3 separate regions of the Mus musculus genome follow, and regions 2 and 3 are each linked to region 1. The links are chromatin contacts, called in public HiChIP or PLAC-seq and promoter capture Hi-C maps. All regions are on one chromosome and are shown on one strand. Each heading gives the region's core, a stretch centred on a gene start, on an enhancer-like site or on the middle of the called end of the contact. The rest is flanking DNA. Distances are from core to core; before and after follow the strand shown. Region 1 holds the start of Yars2 (tyrosyl-tRNA synthetase 2 (mitochondrial)). Region 2 holds the start of Ppm1f (protein phosphatase 1F (PP2C domain containing)). Region 3 has its middle 7.7 kb from the start of Igll1.

The links. Promoter capture Hi-C pulls out the DNA fragments that hold promoters and counts their contacts. HiChIP or PLAC-seq counts read pairs in DNA pulled down with a chosen protein or histone mark.
Region 2: a contact with region 1 is called in a promoter capture Hi-C map of stem cell-derived epiblast-like cells, with 14 times the contacts expected there. The contact joins the promoter of Ppm1f here to the promoter of Yars2 in region 1. A contact is called at or near these places in 22 of 39 promoter capture datasets (the 3T3-L1 cell line, 3T3-L1-derived adipocytes, the C10 cell line and 13 more), 1 of 15 datasets of contacts at CTCF or cohesin (pro-B cells), 24 of 484 Hi-C or Micro-C datasets (the HPC-7 cell line, LSK cells, the N1E-115 cell line and 11 more), 21 of 115 datasets of contacts at active chromatin or transcription factors (the 230-238 cell line, the SCID.adh cell line, T-cell acute lymphoblastic leukemia and 14 more) and 2 of 9 other capture datasets (embryonic stem cells and macrophages).
Region 3: a contact with region 1 is called in an H3K4me3 HiChIP or PLAC-seq map of pro-B cells, with 7 times the contacts expected there. The contact joins the enhancer-like site here to the promoter of Yars2 in region 1. A contact is called at or near these places in 20 of 39 promoter capture datasets (the 3T3-L1 cell line, 3T3-L1-derived adipocytes, the C10 cell line and 11 more), 1 of 15 datasets of contacts at CTCF or cohesin (the NIH/3T3 cell line), 11 of 484 Hi-C or Micro-C datasets (the HPC-7 cell line, Sertoli cells, bone marrow-derived macrophages and 7 more), 27 of 115 datasets of contacts at active chromatin or transcription factors (the NIH/3T3 cell line, acute myeloid leukemia, astrocytes and 14 more) and 4 of 9 other capture datasets (adipose tissue, embryonic stem cells, liver and 1 more).

Annotation. Positions count from the first base shown.
Region 1 is chr16:16,301,015-16,305,847 of GRCm38.p6, forward strand. Yars2 (tyrosyl-tRNA synthetase 2 (mitochondrial)) reads left to right here and starts at 1,951. Exons shown (of 5, transcript NM_198246.2): 1 at 1,951-2,733; 2 at 3,522-3,689. The coding sequence starts at 1,970.
Region 2 is chr16:16,893,872-16,898,704 of GRCm38.p6, forward strand. Ppm1f (protein phosphatase 1F (PP2C domain containing)) reads left to right here and starts at 2,598. Exons shown (of 8, transcript NM_176833.4): 1 at 2,598-2,753.
Region 3 is chr16:16,853,917-16,858,749 of GRCm38.p6, forward strand. It overlaps the pseudogene Gm5768. Among named protein-coding and RNA genes, the nearest start is that of Igll1, 7.7 kb to the right of the region's middle. Within about 2 kb of position 1,850, at least 30 of the 459 cell types and tissues checked have an H3K27ac peak or open chromatin away from gene starts, as enhancers often do. A contact at or near this core is called in the HPC-7 cell line, acute myeloid leukemia, hematopoietic stem and progenitor cells and 2 more, where this site is marked.

The DNA.
Region 1 (4,833 bases), core at 701-3,200:
TCTTCTTCAAATACCTTAGTATTAGGACATGGAAAGATCTGTAGCTAATGGTCTGGGGATGGGTCAGGATCCTCTTTCAGGAACGTGAGTGTTGTTTGTCTTCTGCATATGACTCTTAGTCAAAAGGCTTGCCCAAAGTGTGGATTTCTCTCCAAGAGCATTCCATATTTAAAGATTAGCCGGTAATAAAGTGAAACAGCCTACCTCCTTGTTTCAGTTTGGAAGACTATGGAAGGAAATCTCAGCTCCTGACTTCCTCTGGGATACTGAATGACTCTTGTCTGGCCTGAGCTTTCTATTGCCGTGATAAAACAATATGACCAATGGCCTGGGAAGAAAAGCGTTTATTTCACTTTACAGCTTATAATTCGTCATTCAGGGAAGTCAGGGCAAGGACTCTAGTCAGAAAGACTCCTGAAGGAACTAAAGCCGAAGTCATGAAGGAGTGCTACATACTGGCTTATTCCACATTGTTTGATCAGCCTGATTTCTTTTAGCACCCAGGACCACCAAGGGTGGTGTTTCTTTTGGGACCCTGGGACAAGAGACTCAGGTGCATATTTTACATATGAAAACAGATCTGGCTTCCAGGTTCTCTCAGCATCCCTAAGTCTCTACCTGGCATACCCTATCCCCAACCCTGTACATTCCAGCCCAGGGGATGGGCTGCCCTTCCCTCAGACGCTCTTTGCTATACAATCTACACATTTTGCTCTCTCTCTCTCTCTCTCTCTCTCTCTCTCTCTCTCTCTCTCTCTCCCCACCCCCTGCCACAAGCCCTTTCTCCCCCCCCCCATGGCGACCCCCCCTGGCCTCAATTCTAGGGGGACAGTAAATCTGCTTTATAATCTAATCTGGTTTGAATTGGCTCATTTTACCGGAGAAAGGACCTATCAAGAGGCACCACCCACAGTGAGCTGGTCCCTTCCACATCAATCACTGATCACCACTGGCTTGTTCATAGGCCACATTGGTTGAGGGCATTTTCTCAGTTTAAGTACCTCAATGACTCTAACTTTGTCAACTTGGCATAAAACTAGCCAGCACACCTCTACTGCAACTTACTCCTGGCTCAATTGTTCTCTGTCTCCCTCCATAACCCCTACTTCTCTCACAATGGTAGGTGATGGCCACAAATGGCACATTCTCAATAATGCTACTCCACATAAATCAGGGAGTTTTGAAAGTATGGCCCACGTCTACTCATATATGGAAATGTCAGAATAAATTCATTATTTTGTACAATTTGTGTACGCTAATTAAAATGTTTAAAGAAAATTAGTCAGAATCTACAATGGGACTTGGGGGCTGGCTCACCTGCCATACAATTGCAAATGAGAGTCCTCATCCTGGTGAGAGGATTCCTAAAAGCACCTAATATGTTATGACTTTGAATGACTCCAGTTTTTGTTATACTAAACACAGGGAGTTCTTTCCTGTTTTGACTTTCCTCTTGCTAGGAGGAGACTGCCACCTTCAGGACACCCACTAATGACGTGTGTGTGTGTGTGTGTGTGTGTGTGTGTGTGTGCGCGCGCCTGCCTGCCTGCCTGTACTGTGACGAGGCTCTCATTAACTGGGGAAACTGGTACAAAGAAATTTCGTCTCCACTCCACTCCGAGTTCTTTCTACAGGTCCAAGACTTATGGGACTTGAGCATCACAGCTTTTGCATGATCATTTAAACGACAGTAAACATTTGTCGAGCGCTTACTACACCGCCAAGTGCTTTCACCACAGCTGTGAGACAGGAAGTACTATCACGACATCCTCACTGAGAAAACGGGAATGAAATGATAGAGGAACAGCGGGGGCCGCAAGACGGAACTCAGTCGGTCCACATTCCAGGACTGCCTACAGCACCAAAGCCTAACAGGCCTCCCGCTACGCCCGAGCATGCGTAGAGAGACACCGAGGCGCCCGCGGTCGCAGGGCGACAGAGGTCCAGCATGCCTTGCGTGTCCCGCAAGATGGCGGCGCCCATGCTGAGGCGCCTGTGCCGCGTTCCGCAGTCCCTGGTCTGGCTACGAGGGTCGCGTGCGGTGCGCCCGGGCGCGCGGGGAATGCTGGTGGCACCGAGGGCCCGCGGCTTGTTCAAGGAGTTCTTCCCCGAGAGCGGCACGAAGACAGAGCTCCCCGAACTCTTTGACCGCCGCAGGGCGGGCTCGTCCCCCCAGACGGTGTACTGCGGCTTCGACCCCACGGGCGACTCGCTCCACGTGGGGCACCTGCTAACTCTGTTGGGGCTCTTCCACTTCCAGCGAGCCGGCCACAACGTGATCGCGCTCGTGGGAGGCTCCACGGCCCTCCTGGGGGACCCCAGCGGCCGGACCAAGGGGCGCGAGGCGCTGAGCGCCGAGTGCGTGCGGGCCAACGCGCACGCCCTGCGGCGAGGGCTCGAGGCCCTGGCGGCCAACCACGCGCGCCTCTTCGCGGACGGCCGGCCCTGGGGCTCTTTCACGGTGCTGGACAACGCGGCCTGGTTCCAGGAGCAGCACCTGGTGGATTTCCTGGCCACGGTGGGCGGCCACTTCCGCATGGGCACTCTGCTGAGCCGGCTGAGCGTGCAGTCGCGTCTCAAGAGCCCCGAGGGCATGAGCTTGGCGGAGTTCTTTTACCAGGTGCTCCAGGCCTATGACTTCTACTACCTTTTCCAGCACTATGGATGCCGGGTCCAACTGGGCGGATCAGATCAGTTGGGCAACATCATGTCTGGCTACGAGTTCATCCACAAGTAAGCTGGAATTGTTAGAGCCTACGGAAACCCGGGGACGAGTATACAGAAGTAGTGTGTTATTCGTTAGGAAGATTGTAAGTTAGAGCTGGGAGTTAGAGCTGCTGGAAGCAGACCGATATTCAAGATTTGGATTGTGTCTGTTTTCCCTAAGTCGCCTTTAGTTTCTTTAGAAATTGTTATTTATCCTGAAAATAATTGGACTTCTGTTTAGAACCGTGTGCACTAATTTAGCTTTTCGCCTCCATAAAGATTTTCACAGCGTTTTCTTTTTTTAAAGATTGATTTATTTATGTATGAGTGCTCCATCTCTATGTAACACCTGCATGCCAGAAGAGGGCACCAAATTCTTATATTATATCCCACATGGTTGCTGGGAATTGAACCCAGGATCTCTGGAAGAACCACTGAGCCACCTCTCCAGTCCTCACAGTTTTCTTGAGGAACATAGATTATATGGCTGGTTCGTGTGCTACACGACAAAACTCATTTAAAAATATTAAAAGCCACCTTCTAAATGTACCTCCTGGTATCCTTTCGCCCAACTTTGTCATTTTTCTACCTGATCCTTCAAAAATCAAGTCCTGTTGACCTGCTCAGGTGCATTCCTCAATTGCACTTAAGCACGACACATGTAGATATAAAATGCGTGTTTTTATGGTTCTTGAGGACCTGAGTCCAGACTGAGAAAGGGTTTTAAAAACATATAGTAAGTAACCAGACTTAAATGTGTACTGTGCTTGGTGGAACTAATTGTGCCTAACAGAATACCATGAATGTATGTGTAGGTTGACTGGAGAGGATGTGTTTGGAATCACTGTACCTCTAATTACAAGTACAACTGGAGCAAAGCTGGGAAAGTCTGCTGGCAATGCGGTTTGGCTAAACAGAGAGAAAACATCACCGTTTGAACTTTATCAGTTCTTTGTCAGACAGCAAGATGATTCCGTAGAAAGGTAAGCTTTAATAGGCATTTGAGAAAAATTAATATGTAGTTATGATTCAGTTTTAGCTAGTGAATCTTTTTCTTTGTAGGTTTTTTTCATTGATTCTATTTAAGGTGTAAATTATTATGTCACATGATATTGCCATTTTTATTTTTACGATACTAGAGTTGAACCCAGGGCTGAATGGCTATTTTATTAGGTAGGTGCTTAACTATTGAGCTACATCCCAGGTCTGGAGAGAAAAAAAAAATGCGATGTTCTAAGTTGCTCAAGACAGCCTCTGGCTTAAGTCTTACCTCTTACATCTTTTGAGGCTTGGAACTTAGCCATAGAATCCCAAAAGTAGGTAGCTGTTGTGAAGACACCTACTCATGTGAGTCTAAATTGTGTACTCTATCTTAATCTTCATAAACTAATTTTGTTTTATTCTTGCTGGTCCTCAAATCTTTTGTTGTATAATCACGGATCCAGCTTTACCCAAGTGCAAATTTCAAAGGGGAAGAAAACTCAAGTCAGATGTGTTGGTCTGTGTTTCCTGTTGCACCAATAACAGTACCAACTATTCTAGAGTGATGCAAGAATAAACTTAGAGATCTTTGAAATAATAGTTGCCAATCCTTACTAAAATAAATTGTATATAAACTATGGTCTTACATAACCTCTACTGGATAGCATGCCTAACAGAAATTCATGCATGTGTATTCTAAGAACAATATAGGTACTTGTGGCATGATTAGCATATGTTCAAAAGGAGACACAATGGCCACAGTAGAGTAAATCACAGAATATTAGTAGCTTTGAAAGCTGTGCTTGTGACATCATAAGTGAATATGCTGGTGTGCCAGAGTAAGTTAGAAATAAAAATGCATTTTTTATGATTTTACTCATAATCTTGTATTTCTTTTATTTTTTTTTTCTTTTTTTTTTCTTTTTTTTTTTTTAAGAGCTAGTCTTTTTTTTTTTTTTTTTTTATTTGTTGGGTCCTAAGACTTCTTTGTATGCTCTTTTTTTTTTTTTTTTTTTTTAATTTATTATATGTAAGTACACTGTAGCTGTCTTCAGACACTCCAGAAAAGGGCGTCAGATCTCGTTATGGATGGTTGTGAGCCACCATATGGTTGCTGGGATTTGAACTCCGGACCTTAGGAAGAGC
Region 2 (4,833 bases), core at 1,348-3,847, 590 kb after region 1:
CCATACAACCAAAGACGATACCTTGGGAAAGCTTCCCACAGGCAGTGGCCCAGGAAGCTGTATAGAAGTTGTTAGAATGTGGCACAGAAGTAATAAGCTACAGGACAGAACAGACACTTGGAATCTATCCTCTCCACTCCAGTCAGAATCTGGTACCTGAATAAGCTACATCTCAATTGAGTACCTAGCACAAGGCTGTGACTTTGCTATTCTGCCCATTTGGCCCAATTCCATCGTGAGCAGACTGCAGGAACACAAACAGCTCAGTTATGTGGTTAGTTTGGGCTTGGGGAAAGACTGCCCTACAGGCCTTAAACCCAGACTAGTTATTCCATCTTTAAAATTCTATACTGAGGTTTCAACCTACATGGGCCTCTTAATGTACCCTTTGTTTTTTCCTGCGGTTGCCCCCTTTATGTGGAACTCTAGCAGATACCCTTAGCTATCTAAGCTGTACTCTATAAACTCCTGACCCCGTCACCTTCCCCCTCAGACACATACACACACACCCATCAGTACAGCCTCATTATCATTGCTAACCTGTCAGCCAAGAACAATTAGGACTAGAGGTGAACTGTCTTAGCAGCTGTGTTCCTAGGCATCACCTTTTCTGCTCTGGAAGCTGATGAGATCAGAGCTGCAGGGCGACCTGTATTGTGGGAGGCATGCAAGATCTCACAGGCTAGCTCTCCAGTGGTTTGTCCCCCAGGCACTGCAGGTCCCGTTTCTCTTACCTTGAGATTGTGGTGCATACTAACATGAGGAAGTCTGTTTCGTCAAGTACAACATCCTCCCAGCACTGTAGAAGGCACCGTGGACCTCTTCTATACATTCTAGCCCTATGGGAAAAATTAATATCCAAGAGAGAGCCAAAATTCCATTAATCACCTTTCCTCACTGTGATAAAACACCTGAGCAAAATTTAAAGGAAGAAAGATGGATTTGGGCTCAGTTTGAGTCATCTCTGGTAGCTAAGAAGAGGAGAGAGGAAAGACTGGCAAAATAGACCTTTCCAGGGACTAGAGCTATACACTCTTGCAGGGCACACATACTCATGACCTTCCTCCATCCTAGTTTTCGTTGTCTCCTAATAATGTCATTATTATGAATGATGAATCCAATAGACTGATCTGCTGATGTTAGCGTCCTGATGATCCATTCACCTCCCAAAAGCTCAAGTTTTCAAGAGACTTCCAGATTTCAAATCATAACAGCTCCCTTTAAGCAGAAGTATTACCAAGTTGTACCCCCATTGTAAAGAGCCTGGAAATTCTAGAACAAAGGGTTTGAGGTCCTTTCCTGAGATTTTTAAAGCCTAAGTAATACAGCCAGTCTCTGAGTGATAGAGGCTAGTGTGGTAGGGAGTGTTTGCACTCACTCTCATAGTGCTCAGAACAGGTTTCTGGGAAAGGATTTTGGGAACTGGGAGAGGACACAGATGAGAGACCTGGAACTGAGCACTCTGAGACCTCCTGGCTCTACCCCACAGCTTGGCATGTCTTGATGAAGAGGTTTGAGCTAAGCTGGTTGGTATAGCTAATATTGGGAATTTAACAAGAGTAAAGGCTTTGGCATAGTAGACTACAAACAAGACAATCATGGTGACAGCAACCTCAGGAAAGGGTACATTACAGATATGTCCTTGGCCTAGAGCCTAACAGGGCCAGGTTCCTAGTGCCTGCTTTTGCTGTCTTCTCTGTATCACCCTCTACCTCATCAGGTTATAAATGACCTCAAACCTTAATCAGGTTGAATGAACCAGGACTCTACTTGCGTAGCAGACAGACATTCTCCCCACCATGCCAGTACACACACCCATCTATTGGTTCCCCAGGCTCATGGGTTCCCTGAAACCTAATCAGGTGACAAGTTCCTAAGACAATGGGGTCTGATGGCATGTGCTTGTCAGCACAGTTCTGAGACATAAACAAAACAAACAATTGGGTTTTTTTGTTTGTTTTGTTTTTGTTTTTCGAGACAGGGTTTCTCTGTGTATCCTTGGCTGTCCTGGAACTCACTTTGTAGACCAGACTGGCCTCGAACTCAGAAATCTGTCTGCCTCTGCCTCCCAAATGCTGGGATTAAAGGCTTGCGTCACCATGCCGGAACAATTGTTTTAAAAGCCAGGTGACAACCTGGAGCCAACCTTGTCTTTAAGACTGCCTTTGCTACCCAGTGCACTAAGAAAAGTGTCTCATTTCCTGCTTTATAGCCCCAGAGCTCAAGCTGCTCAACGAATTCTCAGTGGCCATGCAGTCCTGCTGAGCACAAAGGGCCTGGAACCCTTAACCACAAAGCCCCTGGGGCCTGTGGTTAAGTGGGCAGGACCACAATGAAACTTGAAGGGGTACTCTCCACACTGTACACAGGCAGTGTACACGTTCATTGGTATAAAATGAATATAATGTTATACATGAAAATATTTTCTAAAGTCTCTGATGGGTGGCCAGTCCTGAGCAGTATGAAGCCGCATCACTGCCCTGAGACTGATCACCACACACGTTGTGAAGCAATGACTGAGCATTGTGAAGCAAGGACTGCTTTCTGCCCAGTCAAGGCTGGAGAAGTGTAGCAACGCACTGGCTATTGGGGCTCTTGTCGTCCCTGAAACAAGAGAGCAGAGGGACCAGCAGGAGGCAGCAGAGGTGCGCCCGAGGCCCGACTGCGCTTGCGCAGAGCCTGCGGCGCCTAGGACGGGAAGTAGGCGGGGCTGCCCAGAGCAGCTCGTGGGGAGCACTGCGGCAGGCTGGCAGGTGAGGCCCGCGGGGTGCAAGGGATGAAGAGCGAGGGTGAGGGTGGAAGACTCGGACTAGGGTGGGGGTCATGTGGGGGCCTGAGATGCACGAAAGTGAAATGAGACTGAGGACGAAATGGAGAGGTGAGAAAGCACTAAGGCCAAGACCGGTTTCGGGTGCCTGAGCCCATGGGACTTTGGGGGATAGCTGTGAGCAAAAAATCTGAGCAAGCCGCCGCCGGGCCCTGGTGGCAAGGCGTCGGAAACTAAAGGCACGGAACTGGGAATCCATTGACACCCTCCCCCAGGGCTGTGTCTGAACCGAGGTCCAGGAGGAGGCTGAGAGCTGTGAGGCAAAACAGTACCAAGGAGTGACAATCCTGTTTTCAAGGATCATTCCCTCTTATCTTCCAAAACATGAGGGCTAGGCCCACGGCCCTACCCTCAGCCCTACTAGTGACGACCCGGACTGGGACCACATTTTCAACCTGAATGCCCAGCCCAGTGGCGTCCCTAAGTGTATTTAAAGCTAGTGTTTTACTTACCACCTGGTTTCAAGACGCAGGCTGAAGCCATTGGGCTAGATTGCAGTAGAGCCTCAGTCCTGAGAGCCTTGGGCTTCACCGTTACAGTTGTGTGGTCTCAGGCCAGCCCCCTAAGCTCTCCGTATAATGAGGAGAAAAGGGATTGTAAGGATTTCTGCAGACTAACATCTAGTGAGGCCCAGTGGAAGGCAGTGGTCTGCCCTACCAAGGCCGCCTATTTCTAGGCCCCTTGATTAACAGATGTGTTCACAATGTGCCCTGGGACAGCCCTGTGAACTGTTCCCACCTAAGGAACTGAACGAGAGCTGCCTCTACCTCATGGTCTCAGTGTTCATATTCCTCCCATCGTCAAATTTTACTTTTACTCAGCGGCAAACTGGGATGGAAGTGGCCAAGTCACTGGGCACCAGATTCCTCAACTGAGTCCTGCTTTGGTGACAACTAATATTTGTGACCTTAGAGTAACACTTTCCTCCTACCACCTGGTTTTTTTTTCAACTGCAGTATGACCTGATGGCATGTTTTCCCACACAGTTCTGAGACATAAACAAAACAATTGTTCTAATAACTGTTAACCTCCCACAACAGATTAATTTGCAGAATTCCTCTGTGATGTTGCCTGAAGCCAGTCTTTTCTGGAAGACTGTCTTTGCTACCCAGTGTACTAAGGGAGAGTTTTCATTTCCTGTGTGATCCCCCCAGACCTCAGGCTGCTTACCTCACTCTAGTGGCCATGCAGGCCTGCTGAGCACAAACAGCCAGGACACTGACCACATGGAGCTTAGGATCCCTTTCAAAAGAAAAATGGCAGCACAATAATATGGCTGCACAGAACAGCCCATGAAAGATAGTGGGGGGGGGGGGTGTAGACATGGCTGGGGTGGAGTCCATCTATGTTCAGCGTGCATATGTTCTGTAGGTTGAATTTCCAGCACCAATAGAAAGAAACATAGTCTTAAAGTGTGTTTTGGCATTTTTGTTTTGTTTTGAGACAGGGTCTCATGGAGCCCAGGCTGGCCTCCAACTCATAATATAGCTAAGATTGAACTTGAACTTGTAATCTATCTCCATTTGGCTCTATCTTCCAAGCACTGGAATTGTAGGTGTTCACCACCATGTCCAGTTTTATCGAGGAACCTAGGGCCTGTGCCTTCAAGGCAAGTATCACCAGTTGAGCTACCCGTCCAAACCCTACTCCACACCCTTTGGTTTTTGTTTGTTTGGGGGGAGGGTATTTTAGTTTTTGCTTGGTTTGGTTTTGATTTGGTTTTTTTTTTTTTGTTTTTGTTTTTGTTTTTTTTGAGACAAGGTTTTACTCAGTAGCCCAGACTAGCACCAAACTGATGTCAAGGCTCCGTCGGTTTCCCAAGTGGTTGGTAATGGTTTCCCAAGTGGTAGGATTATAGGCATGAACCACCATGCCAGACTAAAGTGATAGTTTTGTTGTTTTTTTTTTTTAAAGATTTATTTATTTATTATATGTAAGTACACTGTAGCTGTCTTCAGACACTCCAGAAGAGGGGGTCAGATCTTGTTACGGATGGTTGTGAGCCA
Region 3 (4,833 bases), core at 600-3,099, 550 kb after region 1:
GTGGTGAGCAGCACTGGGTAGAGAGGGGAGAAGAAAGGTTTATCTTTGTATTTATACATGTCTACAAGGAAGACAGACTCGTCCAGCACGACCTCGGGCCCTCCCAACACACACATGGTTCACTGCTGCCCTCAATTCCAAGTGTCCTTCCCTGACCACTCCCAGCCTCCCCATCACTGTCTCAGCTGCTCTCTTATAGTTGGTTATTTTTTATTTAAGGTCAGTGGGTGCATACGGGGAGGGAGGGGTATTCTTCCCTACTGAGGGTCCCAGCTGTCTTTATTTGTTCTCACCTATGTCCCTCCTCAATTAAACAAGCCACTCAGGTGTGATTTAAAAAAAAAAAAGCCCAGCTAGCTTAGTTGGTAGAGCATGAGACTCTTAATCTCAGAGTCATGGGTTCAGGCCTCATGTTTGGCACCATCTATAGTGTGCAGTTATAAATCAAACAGTTCACGATGTGGCTGGCTAGGCACTGGCAACTGCAGTCTCACCTGCTCCCATGGTTCCCAGTTCCCACAGCTAGTTTGCTGCCAGGCTGTTCACACTTCCCAGGTCATCTACCCACTGTGGCAAGCCTGCAGAAAGCCTGCTATTGCTAGCTCAGATTCCCTTAGCCCTATAAAATGATAACACCACAGACTTTTACTATACCATCCAGATTTATAACAGTAATTCTCCAACCCCAAAATGCCCATGCAAAGAACACATAATATAACTGGTATAAATTCAAACTGCACACCTAGATCAAGCAAATGTATCTTACATTACTTTTTTCCATCTATGAAATCCCTAGCTACTTGTGGCTCATCCAGGCCACATGGTTCTGTTTCATCTTCCTTTTCCTCCATCTTCTCTCAGTCCTCCATCATCTCTCTTCCTCTCTCTCTCTCTCTCTCTCTCTCTCTCCCTCTCTCTCTCTCTCTTTGTGTGTGTGTGTGTGTCCCCTCTCTAACTTTCAGCTCCACCTTTTCCTTCCACTCTCCAATCCGATGCTGCATGTGCTTCCACTTATGGTGCAGGAGTAAACCGTGAAGACACTCCGAAGCTGGTGACCTCCTAGGACAATAGCAGATGTTTCCAGGGTGAGCACATTGTTTCATAGCCCTACAGAGCTTTTGGAGAGTAGGTGCCAGCAGGGGGCGATATAGGATATGCCCCAAAGCTCAAAACGTTACAGAATAAAGTAATATCACACACACAAAGTAAAAACCAAATACAGGAGCTTACATGAGGAGCTTCAGCACGTCTCTCCCACCTGTGCAGACCAGAAATAACCAATGGAGAAGCCATGAGAGTCTGGATGGTTTCAGAGAGCTCCTTAAGCTATTGAGTTGTTTACTTGCAGAGTTTTGACGGACTTCCAGAAGTGTGGAATATTTCCTAACTCCCTTTAGAACATCCCGAGTCTTCTATGCACAATACCAAGCTTCAGATTCATTTCAGATCCAAATTAACAATCACTGCCTCATACTCCACTGAAGATGCAATACACATCTTTTCTCTGACTGAATCTGTGCTGGATAGTTTTATGTCAACTTTATGTCAAGCTGAAGTCATTTGAGAAAAGTAAACCTCAACCAAGAAGATTCCCCCACCTGTGGGCAAGCCTGTGGTGCACTTTCTTGATTGCTGATTGGTATGGAAGAGCCCAGACAATTGTGGGTGGTCCCGCTCCTGCCCTGGACCAATGGGTCCAGGGTGTATAAGAAAGCAAGTTGAGTAAGAGAGAGGCACAAGCCTGTAAGCAATGTTCCCCCACAGCCTCTGCATTAGTTCCTATCTTGAGTTCCCACACTGACTTTCCCTGGATGGTGGAATACAAGCTGTAAGCTAAAATAAGCTCTCCTCCCTCAAGCTCATGTTAGTCATGTTTTATCACAATTGAACCCATAACTAGGACAGAAATTGGCACCAAGTCTTAGAGTGTGAAAACTTGCTTGACTGGGTAAATTAAGACTGGTCAGTTAAGGCTGCAAATAAACTAAGGTTAAGAAGAAACCAGCATTAAGGAAGCAGAACCTTCTGGGAAGTGTTTCCTCGGGGTCAGCACACAAACCTATAGTGCAAACAGGTCCAAGCCTGGACCTCGTGCTGGCAAACAAACCTGGTAATGTGTGGGATTAAAACCATGCCAGGAGCCGGGCGTGGTGGCGCACTCGGGAGGCAGAGGCAGGCGGATTTCTGAGTTCGAGGCCAGCCTGGTCTACAGAGTAAGTTCCAGGACAGCCAGGGCTATACAGAGAAACCCTGTCTCAAAAAAAAAAAAAAAAAAAAAAAAAAAAAAAAAAAAAAAAACACATGCCAGGAAGTTTGTTAAGGTAAAGCAGGTCAAGAGGAAGAGACTCGTGGGCACACACCTGAGGCTTAGGTGACTCCCAGCTCCCTGCCAGACTCCTGACTTGGAACACATGCCATGCTTCTCTCACATAAAAGAAACGTGGCCTATGGTCACATAGGCTCAAAACAGAGTTCTCCATGCTAATGAGGAACCTAGGCCGGGAGGGCTTAAGCCCATAAGCTTCTCTTCCTAGACATTCCTCCCTGCAAAAGGAATTTAATCTCAGGCCCACCCTGAGAAGTGGTTTTATGCATCAATTTTCCATCATCGACTGTCTCTTTCATCAAGATTCACCATGAGGAACCTGGAGAAGGTCTTTGTCTACAGAGCCACATCCTGTAGAAGGCCTCTCTGCACTCCCAGCCACAACTGCCACCAAACCTGCCTCTGTTAAGCAAAGGACACTCACCCCATGAGACAAGCCAGAGCTCTCCTTCCTCCCCACCCCCTCCCCAGCCCCAGCTAGATGCTGTCCCCAGGCCATGTGGCCCCTGACTCTGTTCTCTGCTCTTCTGTGACTTCCAGTGGCGCCTAGATGTCCAAGAGTCTAAGAACCCCATGGCCCTGGCAATGTCACAGACCCAAGGACCCCTAAATCAGGTCCGACTTTCCCTCATCTCAGACTGTGCTTTCCTATCCCAGGAGCACTTCCCTACAGCTCGTGAACTCACCCGGAAGGCAGCACAGGGTAATCTCAGTCAAACTCCCCAAGTTCCTCCTCCCCAAGCAGCCGTGCCCTGCAGCTGAGCAGACTCAGGCCGACAGTAATGTGTAAGTTTCCCAGGTAATACTGGTTGTGAAGGCATAAAGAGTCATGGAGAGCTGCCGAGTCTTGGCACCATGAAGAGCTTGCTGGTAAACGTGTAGCCTAGGTTGAAGTAGGAGCATTCGAACTGAAAGGGTCTTAGAGAGAAGTTGACACTTGACAACATATAGCAGGACCAGAGTCCCTGCAGATGGCCCAGGAGACTGTTGGTGAAAGTGCAACTCGATTGCAACAGGAGCCTGCAGAATGTTAGAGATGACAATATCATGGGATAACCACCAGGAACAGCAGCAACTCTGTGGTATAGAGCTGGCCTGAGCCTCTGATGGGTGATGCATATGCTTGGCCAGCCCTTGGGAACTAAGAAGTCCCAAAGGCCTGACGTCGAGCTTTACAACATCGAGCTTTACAACATGAACCTTTACCCTGTTTGACTTTGATTTTGCCTTGATCTGATTGTGATGCTGCCTGGTCCTTCCCTCTTGGAATATGAAAATATTTAACTATTTCGTATTTTACAGGAGCCCATAGTTAAGAAGCTTTGGAATTTTACAGATATTTGGAGTTTCAGAGAGACTGGATATTGTAAGAGACTGAACTTTTAAAGTATTGAAATTTTTAGGGACTGTGAGACCCTTAAAATTAGAATATTGTATATTGTGATGTTGATATTGATATGAAACCTTAGGAACAACAAGAAAGCAAAGGTTATGCTGAATTATTTGTGAGTGAAGTTGACAAAGGGTCAATTGTGCTTGCTAGGTTAATGACAATTTGACACAAGCTAGAGTCATTTGGAATGGGGAACCTCAACTAAGAAAAAAATGCTCCCACCAGATTGGCCTGTGGGCAAGTCTATACTGCATTTTCTTGATTGATGATTGATATGGAATGGCCCAGGTGGATATACCACTCCTGGTGGTCCTGGGTGTTATATAAATTATGCTGAGCAAGACATGAGAAGCAAGAAGCAGCCTTGGCCTCTGCATTAGCTCCTGCCTCCAGCTGCTGTTCTGACTTCCTAGATAATAGACTACAAACTGTAAGCTGAAACTGTCCTTCAAAAGTTGTGTTTGGTCATAGTTGGGTTTTTTGGGGGTTTTTTTTGTTTGGTTGGTTGGTTTTTGGTTTTTGTTTTGTTTTGTTTTGTTTTTATCACGTCCATAGAAGCCCTAAGACAGAATTCAAGAGCATGCATGGATCTGTTGTGTCACCACCTGGGAAACCAAGCTGTGGAAGGCAGACGGCAGGAAACACCTGCTAAAGGAGCCAAAGGAAGAGTTGGTGAGGGACCTCAGAGTTCAGCCATCTTAAAAAGCACAAAACTTGTGGATGCAGGAGCTGGCCAACAAAGCCTAGAGAGACAGTCTGCCTTGAGATGCTGCAGAATGTGAATAACCACAGTAACAAAAGGAGAGGAGTTGGAACCTGTCACTTCTTCCAGTATCAGCCCGCCTGCTTGTAACAAATGTGTAGCAATTTCCTCTAAACTGAAACAATGCATACTAGAGGGAGACCTCTTCAGACTTGGAAAGTAGGGGCTGGAGAGAAGGTTCAATGTTTAAGAGCAAGTTTTGCTCTTGCAGAGAACCACAGCTCAGTTCTGAGCACACAACCATCTGTGACTCCAGTTCGAGGCAAACTGCCCCTTCTGGTCTCCTGGAGCATTAGGCCTACATATATGGTGCACATTTCACACATGTGGACAAGACACACATGAAATAAA